Regions from separate parts of the Mus musculus genome. Here regions 1 and 3 are each linked to region 2. The links are chromatin contacts, called in public Hi-C maps. All regions are on one chromosome and are shown on one strand. Each heading gives the region's core, a stretch centred on a gene start, on an enhancer-like site or on the middle of the called end of the contact. The rest is flanking DNA. Distances are from core to core; before and after follow the strand shown. Region 1 overlaps Airn (antisense Igf2r RNA). Region 2 holds the start of Airn (antisense Igf2r RNA). Region 3 overlaps Mas1 (MAS1 oncogene).

Region 1 (4,550 bases), core at 1,729-4,228, 69 kb after region 2:
ATCTCATTACGGATGATTGTGAGCCATCATGTGGTTGCTGGGAATTGAACTCACGACCTTCGGAAGAGCAGTCAGTGCTCTTAGCTGCTGAGCCATCTCTCCAGCCCTGTGTTGTTTTTGTTTGTTTGTTTGTTGTTTTTTAGAATCTGTATGAGTATTTGTCTATATGTATGTTTGTGTGCCACACTGATGCTTGGTGTTCACAGAGAGCCTGAGGGCATTGGTCAGGCTCTGGAGTTACAAATAGTTGTGGGCTGCCATGTGGGAACCAACCTAAGTCCTATGCAAGAGCGGTCCAGTGCTCTTAAGTGCTGAACCGTCTCTCCAGCCCCAATATTTGTTGCTTGTTTCTTTGTTTTTGAGACGCCTCCCTACATACCTCCATACTCTCCTGGAACTCACTAAGTAGACTAAGCTGGCCTCAAACTCAGATATCTGCCTGTTCCTGCCTCTCAAGTGCTACAATTAAAGGTACTTTGTTTTGTTTTGAGACAAAGTATCACACCATAGCCCAGGCTGGCCTAAAAATTACTTTGTAGCCCAGGCTAGCTTCATAAGCTTTGCCAATCTTCCTGTCTCTGCCTCCCAAGTGTTACGTTTATAGGTATGAGCCCCCACACCCTCCTATGCTGGAGATGGGCAATTTGACTCACATTGGGCTTTCCCTTGCCTTCCTGGCTGCCTTAAAGATGCAGCATCCCCTAGGGCTATTTGAAACAGTTTGTGCTGGATTTTAGCTATCACAAACCTTGCTCAACTCTTATCACAAAGATCAGAAGGGAAGCCCTCCCCAACCCCCCCCTCCCCCCGCGGATGAGTTGAGGAATTACTGTAATTGGTGCCAAAGGGACAAAGCTGGAATTGACCCTTCATTTAGTACAAATGTGATGTGACTGGTACACACACACACACACACACACACCCCTCCAGCTACATAAGGCTCTTGGTAAGCTGTCTAGGATAAACCCTCAATGCACCACCAACACCCTCCCATTCCCAATAGTAGGGCCTACCTAAAGCCTTCTCGTGAGCATGTACTTTCTCTCTCTCTCTCTCTGTCTCTCTGTCTCCCTCCCTCCCTCTCTCTCTCTCTCTTTCTCTCTCTCTCTCTCTCTCTCTCTCTCTCTCTCTCTCTCTCTCTGTTCCTCTCTGTCTCTCTGTCTCTCTATTTCTCTCTCTCTCTCAAGTCAAGGCTAGCCTCAAATTCCTGATCGTCTTACCTCGACCTTCCAAGTGACTTGGGTAGTCTCTGCTTGTCTATGTTCGCAGTGTAGGCTAAGGAAACAGAGCAGAAACATGAATCCATGAGGTGCCACTGGCAACTGGCACTGGCTGCTACTGTAGAGGGAACGCAGCCACCATCATGAAGAAGCCTGGCCTGGGGAGGCCTGGGGGAGATGGTCACAGTCAGGATCATAGGCTCAGCAGCCCATGTGAAGTCCAGAGGCAGCAGGCAGGATTGTCCTCCCAAACATCTCATAGCATCCCACAATAGCAAGACTTAAAATTCATAGAGCAGAAATGCTCAGCACCTTCCCCGTGCTGGGATTCCAGGTTTGCCGCCACTGTTCCACCCTCTGACTCATGAGTCTAGCTACTAGGGGAATTCAGGTAAATAGAATCATATGATGTTTGTCCTTTTACAATCCCCTCATTCCATCCAGGATTGCTTCAGAGGTCATTGCTGGCCAAGCATGGATCAGGACTCTTGTCTCCTCAAAGGCTGACTCTGTATGTATATTAGAAGTTGCGGCTTGCATTCCCTGATACACATATGGACCATGTCTTGCTCATCTGTCCCTCTCTGACAGGCACCTGTTCTAGAAATGAGGATGCTAGCTCACAACGTGGACACATGAGGGTCTCTTTGAGTCTGTTGGTCTGTTAGGGAATGGGACTAGAAAAATGACTGGATCCCATGGTACCCTAGATTTAACTTTTGGGGGACCTTCCAGGATGCTTTTCACGGTGACTCTATTCGTTCCTATTGCTATTGCTAGCTGAGCCCTTGTTGTACCTGGACAAGCAAGGGTGACAGGGAGTTCATCTGGAATGTAAGGCCCTCGGCTCATTGCATTGATAACTGTTAGTGTTGAGACTTTTCCTAATTTAGGGTCCTCCTCTTTCCCTTTACGGTTGTTTTGTAATGAGCCCTGTGTGATGGTCCTCCACATCTCCCCTGTTGTTTATGCCTGTCTGCCAGGCCAAATATGGTTTTAGCCATTTAGAGCCGGCCTACTTTACAAAGCTCACAAACTATGCCAAACATCTCCTAACCCTATGTATATAAGACAAACGCTGTTCTGTAAAAGCTGTATAGTCTGGCTTCTCCAGAGAAATAAATCCAAAAGAATATATAAACATGTGTACATATTATAGACATACAGACATATGTGTGTACTAATATAGTGTATATACACTAATAAAGCACATAGTATGTGTATATAATAGATACAATCATATATACATGCATGCATATTAACTGCATGGCATAGTTATGGAGGCTGAGAATTCCCAAGATGTGCACTTGGCGCACAGGACGCTGGAGACCGGCAGAGCCCTGCAGCAGAAGGCCACTGTCCCAGCTCAAAGAGTCAGGCAGTCCCCAAGTTCTCTCTTTAAGTCTTTCTTATTGGGGCCTGCAGCAGACTGAATGGGGCCTGACTACTTCAGAGATAACATATTGCCCAGCTCAGCCTGCAGACTCGTGATTTCACCCAGCAATCTCCTCAAACGGTACAGATTAATTTTTAGCTAAATGCTTGAGCTGCCTAAGTCAGTCCAGTGGATTTGTCAAGTCAGTCTCCACAGGTTCCCACGTGCCCTGATCCTTTGAAATGCTCTAGTCTAGAGCCTTCCCACGACAAACTTAGTCTCCTATTCTCCTTCTGTGGAGGAGTTGGCTTGTCCTCTCCGGGTAGCCTTCCTGATTACAGTCTCTGGACGTCCTTTGTTAGGAGCAGATCTTTAGCCAGCCCTGCCACAGCACCGCCTTGAAACGTATGCAGCAATAGTGCCCCCTTGTGGTATAACCTCTCCCTGCATCAGCCACGAAAATTTTTTTAATTGGTTATTTACATTTCAAATGTTCTTCCTCTTCCCAGTTTCCCCTCCACAAGCCCCCATTCCATCCCCCTTTCCAACTCAACCACCCAATTCTGCCTCACCGCCCTAGCATCCCCCTACACTGGGTCACCAAACCTCCATAGGACCAAGGGCCTCCCCTCCCATTGATGCCTCTACTACATATGAAGCTGGAGTGTACTCTTTGGTTGGTGGTTTAGTCCCTGAGAGATCTTGGGGGGTGGGGGTGGGGGGCGGGGTCTGGTTTGTTGATATTGTTGTTCTTTCTATGAGGTTGCAATCTCCTTAAGCTCCTTAAAGTCACTTCCCCTAACTCATCCATTGCCCCCACAACCCATGCTCAGTCTTATGGCTGGCTTCGAGCATCCCCATCTGTATTGGTCAGGCACTGGCAAAGCCTCTCAGGGGACAGCTATACCAGGCTCCTGTCACCAAGCACTTCTTCAGCCACCAAATCTTGAACCACCACCCAGGATAGTCCAAAACCAGAAGACTGCTTTTCACCCTTCTTGTTCCAGCCATGTGCTTGGGAAAATGCCTCATATCACCTTGACTTCTGCACCAAGTCCATTCCCAAGCCCCTTGGATTTCTATCCATGTCCAGGGTATTGTGGGTCAACTATGGGTGAAAGGGGGAAGAGTGGAGGTAAAAACAATGTCTGCATTCTTCTGAATGCAAAATTCACTGCACTCCCATTGACAATAACCACATCTTTAAAAAGATTTGGGCTAGGGAGCTAGAAAGGCGACTCAGCAGTTAAGAGCTTGTACTGCTGTCAGAGGGCCACGCTCTGGTCTCGGCATTGAAGCAGGGCAGATCAGAACCACCTATAATTCCAGTTCCAGGTGATCTGACACCCATACCTCAAGCACCCATACACACACAAACACATACACGTGCCCACACATGCACAAACACATACACATGCCCACACATGCACAAACACATAGGATTTTTAAACTCGAAAATAAATATGTTCAAGTTGTGTTTTGTTTTGTTGGGCCTCAGGGCCCTGGCTTGTTGGTGTGCTTAGCACAAAGCATATAAGCCTGCTATAAAAATTAGACTCTTAGCCAATATTGCAGTATTCGTGTTTAGCACAGTGCATGGCATATAGAACATGCTTGATGAAGGTTTGAGCTAATTTAAATAGGTATGGTAAATAATATTAGACTGACTACATCATGTGGAGGATATATTTTTTTCTCCAGCAGGCCCCGTGATTGCAATTACGTGTTATGGAAAACCCTCGATTATATTTATTATTGTTTCCTTTTAAGCAAGACTATAATGCTCTGGTTTCAGCAATGCTTTCAAAGAGAGAGAGAGAGAGAGGCAAAATTGCTTCCCAACTAAATGATTAAGATCTCTAAATTTAAACAGTGACATTCCCCCTCCAGTCACTATTTGGTAAGAAGCCGAATTTGCCTGTTGCCAAAACACAATGTAAATTAATAAAAAGTTT
Region 2 (4,404 bases), core at 936-3,435:
TTTTCTATCTTTTTTTCTTTTATTGAAAAATAGATTTTTATTTTCAGGACACATTCTGATTATGGTTTCCCTCTCTCACCTCCTCCCCAGCAGAATCCACACCCTGACTTTCAAGCTCTCCAGAGTAGATTTCATGACCAAATAGTCTCAAACCCCATTACCTCCTTATCAGCTTTAAATATGTCTTTCTTGCAGGCTGCAGTAGTCCTCCATTCAAAGTAATGCACACAGTCTGTGGCAGTTACAAATTCAGGAGTTCCCTATTAAAAAAAAAAAAAAAAAAAGAATGTTAACACACCACTCAGTAATACAAGTTTGTTTTTAAACCTGAAACATTGTAAAATCTCCTGAAAATAAGGGTGCAACAAGAGGAAACATAACTGCCTTACTTCAACAAGTTCACCAAGAATATCCGCCCAAACAGAAAAGTAAGTTGGGAGATGAGAGTCTCCAGACATCCTGTCTAACTGACTGCCCAGCTGCCCCAATTCCACAAGCAGAGTAAACTCATGGGAAATTATCCTTCGCCTTCTTCTCAAGAGCCAAATGGTCTCTGAACCAAAAAACAGCAAAATCAGGGCCAGAAAGTATGACTTCATCCATCCTGTAAGGAGGTCCCCGAGGAGCCCACGAGCAGCAGAGCCTGGGCAGAGGCACCAGATCCCACCCCAGACAGCCCCTTCTGGCAACCAGACCAGTTAACTCTAGTTAACCCCTGCAGAGCAACAGTTAACTTCTACCTTCCCCAGCCCATGAGAAAGACCAAGGTGTTCACCTCCAAGTCCTGTTTCTCCTACAGTAAACACCAAGCTCTTAAGAACAATCAACAGAAGTAAATCAGCAGCTAGCTTGCTCTGCAACATGACCTCCATGGTTCATGCTGCCACAAACAGACTTTAAGATCTCAATTTGCACAATAGTGTGGTTATAGGTTGGTCTAAAATTAACATTCATCCTAACTCAAGTTTCACTCCAATTCTCACCATCTTTAAGACACATTTAGTTGGTGGTTCTGGGTGGTAGTGACGTGATGTGAATATAAATTGGGGGGAGGGGGAAATTGACCATTTAGTCCTCCAGGATCAGAATTCCTGTAACAAGAACACCAGAAGGGGAAAATGTTCTTAACAAAGAGCTTGAAGAGGGCCCCACTCACCAGGGTCTTCCCACACAGAAATGTAATGCTAGTCTGGATTCTGTGCTGTGAATCTGAAGGCTGGCAGCCCATAGTGGTGTTGAATTCCAGGAGTGATCTGGCTGAACTTCTCAAAAGTGAGTCACCTGTTTGGAGAGGATAAGAATGAACACACAATGAACAAACATAAAAGCACGTAGGCTCTTTTCTCACAGATAAGCACTAGGCAAGCCAGGAATGTTAAACACGCAGGGTTGTCTCTTCAAAGGGAGAGTAGATAACCTGTTTCCAGCCCAGGAGGCTGGGGGCAGGGGTGGTTAATAGCCTGGTGACCTCTGTGCTATTTCTGTAAGGCCAGGCCACAGCAGCTGCCCCAGACCCCTCCCATGAGCCTGCTTCCCCCAGACTCCTCCCATGAGCCTACTTCCTTAATCTATAGAATCTATCTATACAGAAGACTCACTTGAACCTCACAAAAGAATCAATGTAGTCATAAGTAAAGATTTATTGAACACATGGGATGGAGTTAATTAAAACCAGAGAACTTTTTTTTAATTGTGCTTTGCTTAAATGTGCCTAAAATAAACTGTAAGTCTCAAATTTTGAACCAATACTGGCAACTGAGTTGTGTGGAAGAGAACTGCCTGTTTATGTCCTGTAAAACTATGCTTTTGGTGGCTTGGTGGTCAGGAAAACCTTCACAGGAGTGGCACTGCATACTCTGCATCCAAGCAATGGAAAGACTAAGAGAAGTGTATCTCTCTCGGGGTTCAAGACAAGCAAGGACTACTCAATTAGACAACAGCTTTTAAAAAGAAGAAGAAGAAACATAACCGTAATATCTGTTATTCAAGTCTGCTTGAAATATCTGGTCTCTCTGGTGTTCCTCTAAATCTTTCTGACCTGCTCAGCAGGCAATTTATAGAAACACTTCCAGGACTGTAAGGCCATCTAAAACACAGGCTCCAGGCTGGAGCAAGAGGAGGAGCCAAAGCCTGGTGAGGTTGGGCTGAGCAGGGGGGATTAAGTGACACAGTTGGGGCGGAACTTAATAATCTCCACCCCCTGCCGAGGCTTCAACATTATATCTATCCCTCCTTGCTCTAGCGGGCAGCAAGAAGCACAGCACCGCCAGTTACCACGCAGACATCCTGGGGAACTGAGGTAAGCTAGGGTTCCCCGCGTGAAGCGCGGCAATGCGAGGGGAGGATTCTGCAGATGAGGGTAGGATTCCGTTGCAAGGGGAGGATTCCACGCGTTAGAGGATTCCGCAAAGGAAGGGTTCCACAGGAGGGAAGGGCTCTACGCGAGGTGAGGGTTCCACTGATCCGGCAGCTCGAGGGCTCCGACCAAGAGTTCCAGGCCGCTCAAAGGTTCCCCTACGCGAGATTCAGCGCTAGGGTGAAGATTTCTGGGCTACAAGAAAACTCAGCACTAGGGTGCCCCACTGCTCACCAGTGTTCTGAACTACACGAGGGCCGATAGGGCCGGTAGAAAGCCGAAAGCCGCGCTGCCGCCATGCCGCGTCAGCAAGAGGAGAAGGGAGGGGGGCGTCCAGCGCGGGCCGACTGCTGCACTGGGGGGGGGGGGGGTTTACGGGCGATCTAGAGCACGAGGGTGCCACGCTGCGCAAGGGGAGCAGGGGTTCGCGCTAGGGCACCACGCTGCTGGAGAGTTGGGGGGGGGGGTGGAGATCGGAGGATTTCTACACGACCTGATCCGCGGTTTGCGGGGCAGGGGGAAGGTTCGGTGGGTTCCGCGGCACTGCGCGAGCCAGGGTGCTGGCGTGTGCGCTGCCCCCCCCCCCCCCCCCCGTTCAGAGGATTTTAGCACAACTCCAATTGTGCTGCGATTCTGGTTGTGCCGAGTTGCGAGAGAGGCTAAGGGTGAAAAGCTGCACAAGGAGGGGATTCGGAGGGTTTAGAGGGTTCCGCGGCACTGCGCCGCAGTGCTGCCCGAGGGTTCGGAGCAATTCCGGTTGTGCCGTGATCCTTGGTTGTGCTGAGTTGCGGTGAGGGAAAGGGAAGGGAAAGCTCAGAGGGTTCCGAGCTATCCTGAGGGTGCGAAGCTGCACAAGGGCAGGGTTCCGAGGGTTCCGCGGCACTGCGTGAGCCCCGGTGCCGCGCTGCCCAAAGGTTCGGAGGGTTTTAATGCGATTCCGGTTGGGCTGTGATTCTGGTTATGCCAAGTTGCGCGAGGGGAGGGGAAGAGACGGCTCGGAGGATTCCGAGGTATCCTGAGGGTGCAAACTGCACAAGGGGAGGATTCGAAGGGTTCTGTGATCAGGGCCAACGCTCAAAAGTGCCATGTTACAGGAGAGATGAACTCAAAAGTGCCACGTTGCAAGAGAGGCAAGCTCAAAAGTGCCGCGTTGCAGGAGACGGAGGGAAGGGCAGGGTTTGGCGCTATCCTGGCTATGCATGAGGGTGCCACACTCCTGCGCAAGATTAGGGTTCCTCATTGGCCATGCAAATGAAGGTGCCCCACTAGCGGACAGGAGGATTCAGAGGGCTCTGCACTATCCAGGCTGTGCTCAGGGGCACATGAAGGTGCCATATTCTATACAAAGGGAGAGTTCAAAGGGTTGGACCCTCAGAGCGCATTTCGAGTGGATTCAGGTTTCATGTTATGTTGCCTAGTTGTGCTAGGGTTCAGCGCAAATCTGGGCAAGGGACTGTACATTGTATTCGATGCAATCAAGTTGGCCATTGTGCTAAGGAGTGCCTTTAACCCAAGGCTTGTCTGAGCTGCAGACAATGGGGCTAATGGAAGATGGGCCATCTGTCCGGTCATATCCGTACCCTCGACCTCTCAGTGACATTCTATATCTGGGCCCACCTATTCCCTCTAGTCTGGTCCCATTTTCAGAACCTGGAGAGACCCTTCTGACTTTGTCACCAGGACCAATTATTATCCTCATGCCTACCACCCACGTGGTACCCCACCCACTACGGTCTTTAGGCTATTGCTAAGTGGCTACTACAAACAGCTCTTTTAACAACCCACCAGTTCTCATCACAACACTCCTATTCTCAGTTACTAAAAAGCCTTAGTAGTTCTTATCACTCGGTCCAAAACCCTGAAAAAAATTAATCAGGCCATTGTTCCCACCTCCTCTGTTGTACTGGCTGGTACATCTTGGGATCACCTTGACACAAGCTAGAGTCACTAGAGAAGGAGGAGACTCAATTGAGGAAAACGCCTCCATGAAATCCAGCTGTAAGGCCGCATTTTCTCAATTAGTAACCAATAAGGAAGGGCCCAGCCAA
Region 3 (5,083 bases), core at 1,935-4,434, 100 kb after region 2:
AGACCACAGTCTCAATGGATACAGTGTTGCCGTTGCCCTCCTGGCGCCTGGGTTGCATTTCATCTTTGAAAGCCCTGGTCAGGACGACTTTTAAGGACTCCCTGAAGCGCTTCTTCTTACTGCTGCCCACAAAAAAGTAGATGAAAGGGTTGGCGCTGCTGTTGATGGTGGAGAAAAGCAAGGAGATGTTATGCAGGTTCCCAAAGGCTGACCAGTACTCGTAGTACAGCAAGTAGAGGACCCGCATGGGCATGGCAAAGATGAGGAATATGATAATGGTGACCATGATGACAATGTACAGCTTCGAAGAATGGGAGGCCCACGTGTTCTTCCGTATCTTCACCACCAAGATGGTGCTGGACACTAACATGAGCGGAGTGAAGACCAAGAAGCTGAGGATGGCTATGAAGATGATGACCGCCCGGCAGTCACTCCGAGAATGACTCTCTTCTCCGCTGTCAATACACATGACATACTCCATGGTGGTCACCAAGCACGAAAGTGCCCACAGAAGGGCACAGACGAATGCTGACTGGTGCTTGGGGCGGTGGCATCTGTACCATATGGGGTAGAGGACCGATAGGCACCTCTCCACACTGATGGCTGTCAGCAGATAGAGGCCCGTGTTGTAGCCAAATAGAAAAGTCACCGATAATGTCACGATTGTGTAGTGATGGCCAGAAGAGAGTTCATAGTCTAAAGCATAGTCAATGGACAGGATAAAAATACAGAACAGAAGAGAGATATCAGCAATGGACAAGTGGGTAATGTAGACCGTGAAGGGATTTCTCCTCATCCGGAAGCAGAGGAACCAGAGGAGGATCCCATTCTCCACAAAGCCCAGAGGGGAGATGCTCATGATGACCCAGTGCACTATGGGAATGGGTGGGTGTGAGCTCCCCAGGGAGGCATTTCTGCTGGAGGTATTCATGGCTTTCTCTTCAGCAAGGGATGTCATATTTGACTGGTCCATGAGGAGTTCTTGCCCTGGGTCACTTCAGGTCATTTTCTGTAGATAAATCAAACAAACAAGATGTATGAAAGTTTCAAGAATTGAAATGAAAGAGACAGCTGAGGGGTGAGGGTGGCTCAGTTAGGAAAGTGTGATCTTTGCAAGCACAAGAAAATGAGTTGGATCCCCTAAACCCACATTTTAAAAGCAAACAAATAAACAACAATAACAACAACAACAAAAACCACCTAGGTGTGGGGCCTGGAGTGATGATTCAGTGATTAAGAGCACTCGCTTCTCTTGCAGAGGACCTGGGTTCAGTTCCCAGAACCCATGTAGAGGCTCATAATCTGTAATTCCAGTTCTGGTACATACAGCGTCCTCTTCTGGCTTCTGTGGGTACTGTATACATGTGGTCTATACACACACATGCAGATAAAAAATTATACACATAAAAACATGTATTTTTAAGAGCTAGGTGTGATGACACACATTTGTAATCTCAGCACTGGGAAGAGATAGAGAAATCCTTTGAGCTTTCTGGCCAGTCAGCCTAGACTACGTGGAAAGTTCCAGGCCAGTAATTGATCCTATTTTTTAAAAAAAGTGCAAAGCAGCCGAGGAACAGCTCTCAAGACCAACTTCAGGCCTCCATAAATAAATATACCCATCTACATACATATGTACCTGCATGCCTATGAATGCACACAGAGAGAAATAATAAAATAAAATAAAATAAAATAAAATAAAATAAAATAAAATAAAAAAGAGAGAGCTACAAATCATAACCTTGACATTGTGGGTAGAAAGTTTAGATCCTGGAGAGATGGCTCAGTGGCAAGAGACATCCTGCTCTTACAGAGGACCCAGGTTCTACACCCAGCACCCACATGGGTGCTCCTAAACAGCCTGTAACTCCAATCTCAAGGGATCCAACACCCTATTCTGACCTTCAAGGACACCTGGCATATGGTGCACAAACATACATACAGGCAAAAATGGGAACAAATCACTCACACATACAAAATAGAATTAATAAATAGGGGCTAGAGAGATGGCTCAGTGGCTAAAAATGTATTGCTCTTACAGAAGACCCAGGTTCAATTCCCAGCACTTACCCAGTGGTTTACAAGCATCCCAATGGGGGAATCTGGTGCCATCTTCTGACCTCTGCAGATATAGGCATGCAGGCGGTGCACATACATGCATGCATGCATACATACATACATACATACATGCAGGCAAAACAGTCATCCAAATAATATTAAATAATTTTTTAAAGAAGCAAAAATAAACCGGAGAAATTTATTCTGATGCTCTATTTTATTTAACCTGATGAGTTCAAAATAGCATTTAATCATTTATCCAATATGAAATTAAAATTGAAAAAAAAGGATGTGTCTTCCACATGTAGCATCTACGCTAGCAGCTGTGCCATATCTCCTGTGCTCAACAGGACCAGGTGACCAATGGCCACCCTGTAGGAAATGATACACGTTTAACATCGAGCCACACTTCCTGTGTGGAGCGGGTGACTGGTGGCTACCCTGTAGTACACCTCAGGCTTCAAACGCTCACAAAACGAAATGTCTCATACAAAGATGGGTAGTCTAACTTCTTAGGAGCAGACTCAAACCAAATACTGGAAATGTGTAAAACCAGACCTAAGCTGTGTTCTTAGGAAAGGTGACAGGGGCATCCTGCTGTCTCAGACAAGGCTCAAGTTTCAAGTCCCTCCAGCCTCAAAGGCAATCAGCTCTTGGTTTCTTGCCAAGAGGGCTCTCCTATTTGATTGTAATCATGGGGTGCAAGGGGTCCCCACCACTGTGCCTGCCTGCCTCCCCTCTCCTTACTCCAGAGCCCTAAATTCACAGCCTGTTCCTCCTTACTCTGAAAATGTGTGTCCCACACTTTCATTTTATGTTCCAGGTCCCACCCACCCCACCACCCCAACCCCCCCGTTCAACTTTTCTCCCTTTCTCAAAAAAGCTTCTAACTAAATTCACAGAAAGAGTTGAGAAAGCGGTTTGAACACTTTGGGCCCAATTGCGTGTCTTTTTTAAAAAACTCAAACCCACCTTATTTAATTCTATAGTTAGAGATTTCTCTTTGTGGTGATGGAACAGGCTTTCTCCATTCTTTCAAGATTGAATTTTAAGTCATTGTACAGAGTGTTAAAAATAAGAACCACGGCGTAGTTTTGCCGGGGAGAAAGAACAGAATCTAATTCAGTTCTGTGAGTGGAATGAAGGAGAGCTTGCCAAAACCAGGCAAGCACACAGCAAAGTATAGCTTTACATGGTTTTAAGGGAGGCCTTATATCACTGGGGTTTGAAAGGTCAGCAGGAGTTCATTTGCTGAATAAGGGGGTGTCTTAGTCAGGGTTTCTATTCCTGCACAAACATCATGACCAAGAAGCAAGTTGGGGAGAAAAGGGTTTATTCGGCTTACACTTCCATACTGCTGTTCATCACTAAGGAAGTCAGGACTGAAACTCAAGCACGTCAGAAAGCAGGAGCTGATGCAGAAGCCATGAAGGGATGTTCTTTACTGGCTTGCTTCCCCTGGCTTACTCAGCCTGCTCTCTTATAGAACCCAAGACTGCCAGCCCAGAGATGGCACCACAAGGGGCCTTTCCCCCTTGATCACTAATTGAGAAAATGCCTTACAGTTGGATCTCATGGAGGCATTTCCCCAACTGAAGCTCCTTTCTCTGTGATAACTCCAGCTGTGTTAAGTTGACACAAAACTAGCCAGTACAAGGTGGGGGGAGGCATTTTAAGAAAAAAGAACACTGTGGACAGGAGCATTAAAACCAGGAGGTACAGAATGTCCCTACTAGCTGGACATAGTTTATGTCTGTAATCCTTACAGTCAGGAAGCTGAAGCAGGAAGATCATTACAAAGCCAAGACCAGCCTGGTCTACACAGTGAGCTCCAAGCTAGCCAGGACTATGTAGTAAGATCCTGTCTCAATCCCAGTACTACAAAATGAATGGTTTTGGCCAGCTGGGCATGGTGGTACACACACATTTAATCCCAGTGTTTGGGAGGCAGAGGCAGATGGACCTCTGCTTTCCCCCAGAGAAACAGCACTCCCTTCTGCCCAGGGCATCCTAGGGAATGAATACTGTTTTCTGAGTTAGGGTAAAATTCACAAACTGCACAGTCAGGCTAATTTTGATCGTGGGGTTAGAATGCAAATAGTTAAATTACAAAAACTAAGTATCACTAAAAACAACGAATATAATCCTTCCGTCGTGTTGTTAGAGTGAAATTTTACTTAAATGAACACATTGCTTTAAAAAAAAAATCACTTCCCAAATGTTAATCAAGAGGAATTTCCAGCTATCCAGTAGCAGTTTGGGAGTCCTGGGAACCAGCTGGCCCTCTGTACCCATCTCTCCAGTCCCTATCCTCCTCAGGCTCCTAGCTGTCTTGCACATCTGCTGTGAGCAGCTGGGGTATTTGACCATGCACAGCACGATGTGAGCAGAGCCAAAGTGGCGGCTCAGAATTTACTCTAGCCACACATTCCCAACAGCCCACAAACACCATCATTGAGCTCCCAGACGAGAGGCCTCACCTCCCTGGAGGGATGACTGACTGGTCTGGGGCCACTTCCTGTCTCCAGGTAGACCCAGCTCTGGGACAGCAGGCTCTTTGTCCAGACAAGCAAATCATCTCGTTATAGAGTAACTGGAGTCGCAGACTGCATGTTTACCTGGCTGGCAGGTCTTGGTGGGGAACACAGCGGTGGGAACCTCAATTGGGGACAGAGGGCTAGAGGCTTGGGGCAGTCTCGGTGGCATCGGTGGCATCGTTAGTCAGTTAGTCAGTGGCTCTGGCAGGATCACAGAGTTTCGCTCCCTCCTCCCTGTTCCTCATGGAAGCGCCTCCTAGGGAGAATGAAGTTTCCTGGAGCATCAGAGTGCAGACATTAAGGCTTTAACATCCGAAGACCCCTTCTTTGCTGCCTAACTATGGACACTCTCACCAATGTGAGAGGCTGGGAGGGAAGCCATCGTAGCCCTCGTCTAACAGGGAGGAAACGGAAGGAGTTATGCTAGAGCCTCTCTGCAAGGCACAACCTCACAGGGGCTCCACCACCCATGACTGCTTCACAGCAGC

Evidence for each region. Hi-C and Micro-C count contacts between places; a contact is called where the count stands out from the background.
Region 1: a Hi-C map of Th1 cells shows a contact between it and region 2, with 2.9 times the contacts expected there. The contact joins the enhancer-like site here to the promoter of Airn in region 2. A contact is called at or near these places in 3 of 39 promoter capture datasets (the 3T3-L1 cell line, frontonasal cranial neural crest and maxillary cranial neural crest), 2 of 15 datasets of contacts at CTCF or cohesin (CD8 T cells and the NIH/3T3 cell line), 38 of 484 Hi-C or Micro-C datasets (the C2C12 cell line, CD4 T cells, CD8 T cells and 23 more), 16 of 115 datasets of contacts at active chromatin or transcription factors (CD8 T cells, T-cell acute lymphoblastic leukemia, a beta-TC-6 cell line and 12 more) and 3 of 9 other capture datasets (adipose tissue, liver and pancreatic islet).
Region 3: a contact with region 2 is called in a Hi-C map of cortical neurons, with 1.5 times the contacts expected there. The contact joins the enhancer-like site here to the promoter of Airn in region 2. A contact is called at or near these places in 3 of 484 Hi-C or Micro-C datasets (cortical neurons and muscle stem cells) and 3 of 9 other capture datasets (adipose tissue, liver and pancreatic islet).

Annotation. Positions count from the first base shown.
Region 1 is chr17:12,807,648-12,812,197 of GRCm38.p6, forward strand. All of the region lies in intron 1 of Airn (antisense Igf2r RNA), which reads left to right. Among named protein-coding and RNA genes, the nearest start is that of Igf2r, 40 kb to the left of the region's middle. Within about 2 kb of position 2,979, at least 125 of the 459 cell types and tissues checked have an H3K27ac peak or open chromatin away from gene starts, as enhancers often do. A contact at or near this core is called in CD8 T cells, the MNK3 cell line, Th1 cells and 14 more, where this site is marked.
Region 2 is chr17:12,739,126-12,743,529 of GRCm38.p6, forward strand. Airn (antisense Igf2r RNA) reads left to right here and starts at 2,186. Exons shown (of 3, transcript NR_027773.1): 1 at 2,186-2,299. It overlaps Igf2r (insulin-like growth factor 2 receptor), which reads right to left. Exons shown (of 48, transcript NM_010515.2): 3 at 1,157-1,281; 4 at 162-260.
Region 3 is chr17:12,841,562-12,846,644 of GRCm38.p6, forward strand. Mas1 (MAS1 oncogene) reads right to left here. Exons shown (of 9, transcript NM_008552.5): 8 at 4,677-4,851; 9 at 1-1,009. The coding sequence starts at 973. The region is part of intron 1 of Airn (antisense Igf2r RNA); the gene reads left to right. Among named protein-coding and RNA genes, the nearest start is that of Mas1, 24 kb to the right of the region's middle. Within about 2 kb of position 3,185, at least 6 of the 459 cell types and tissues checked have an H3K27ac peak or open chromatin away from gene starts, as enhancers often do. A contact at or near this core is called in cortical neurons, where this site is marked.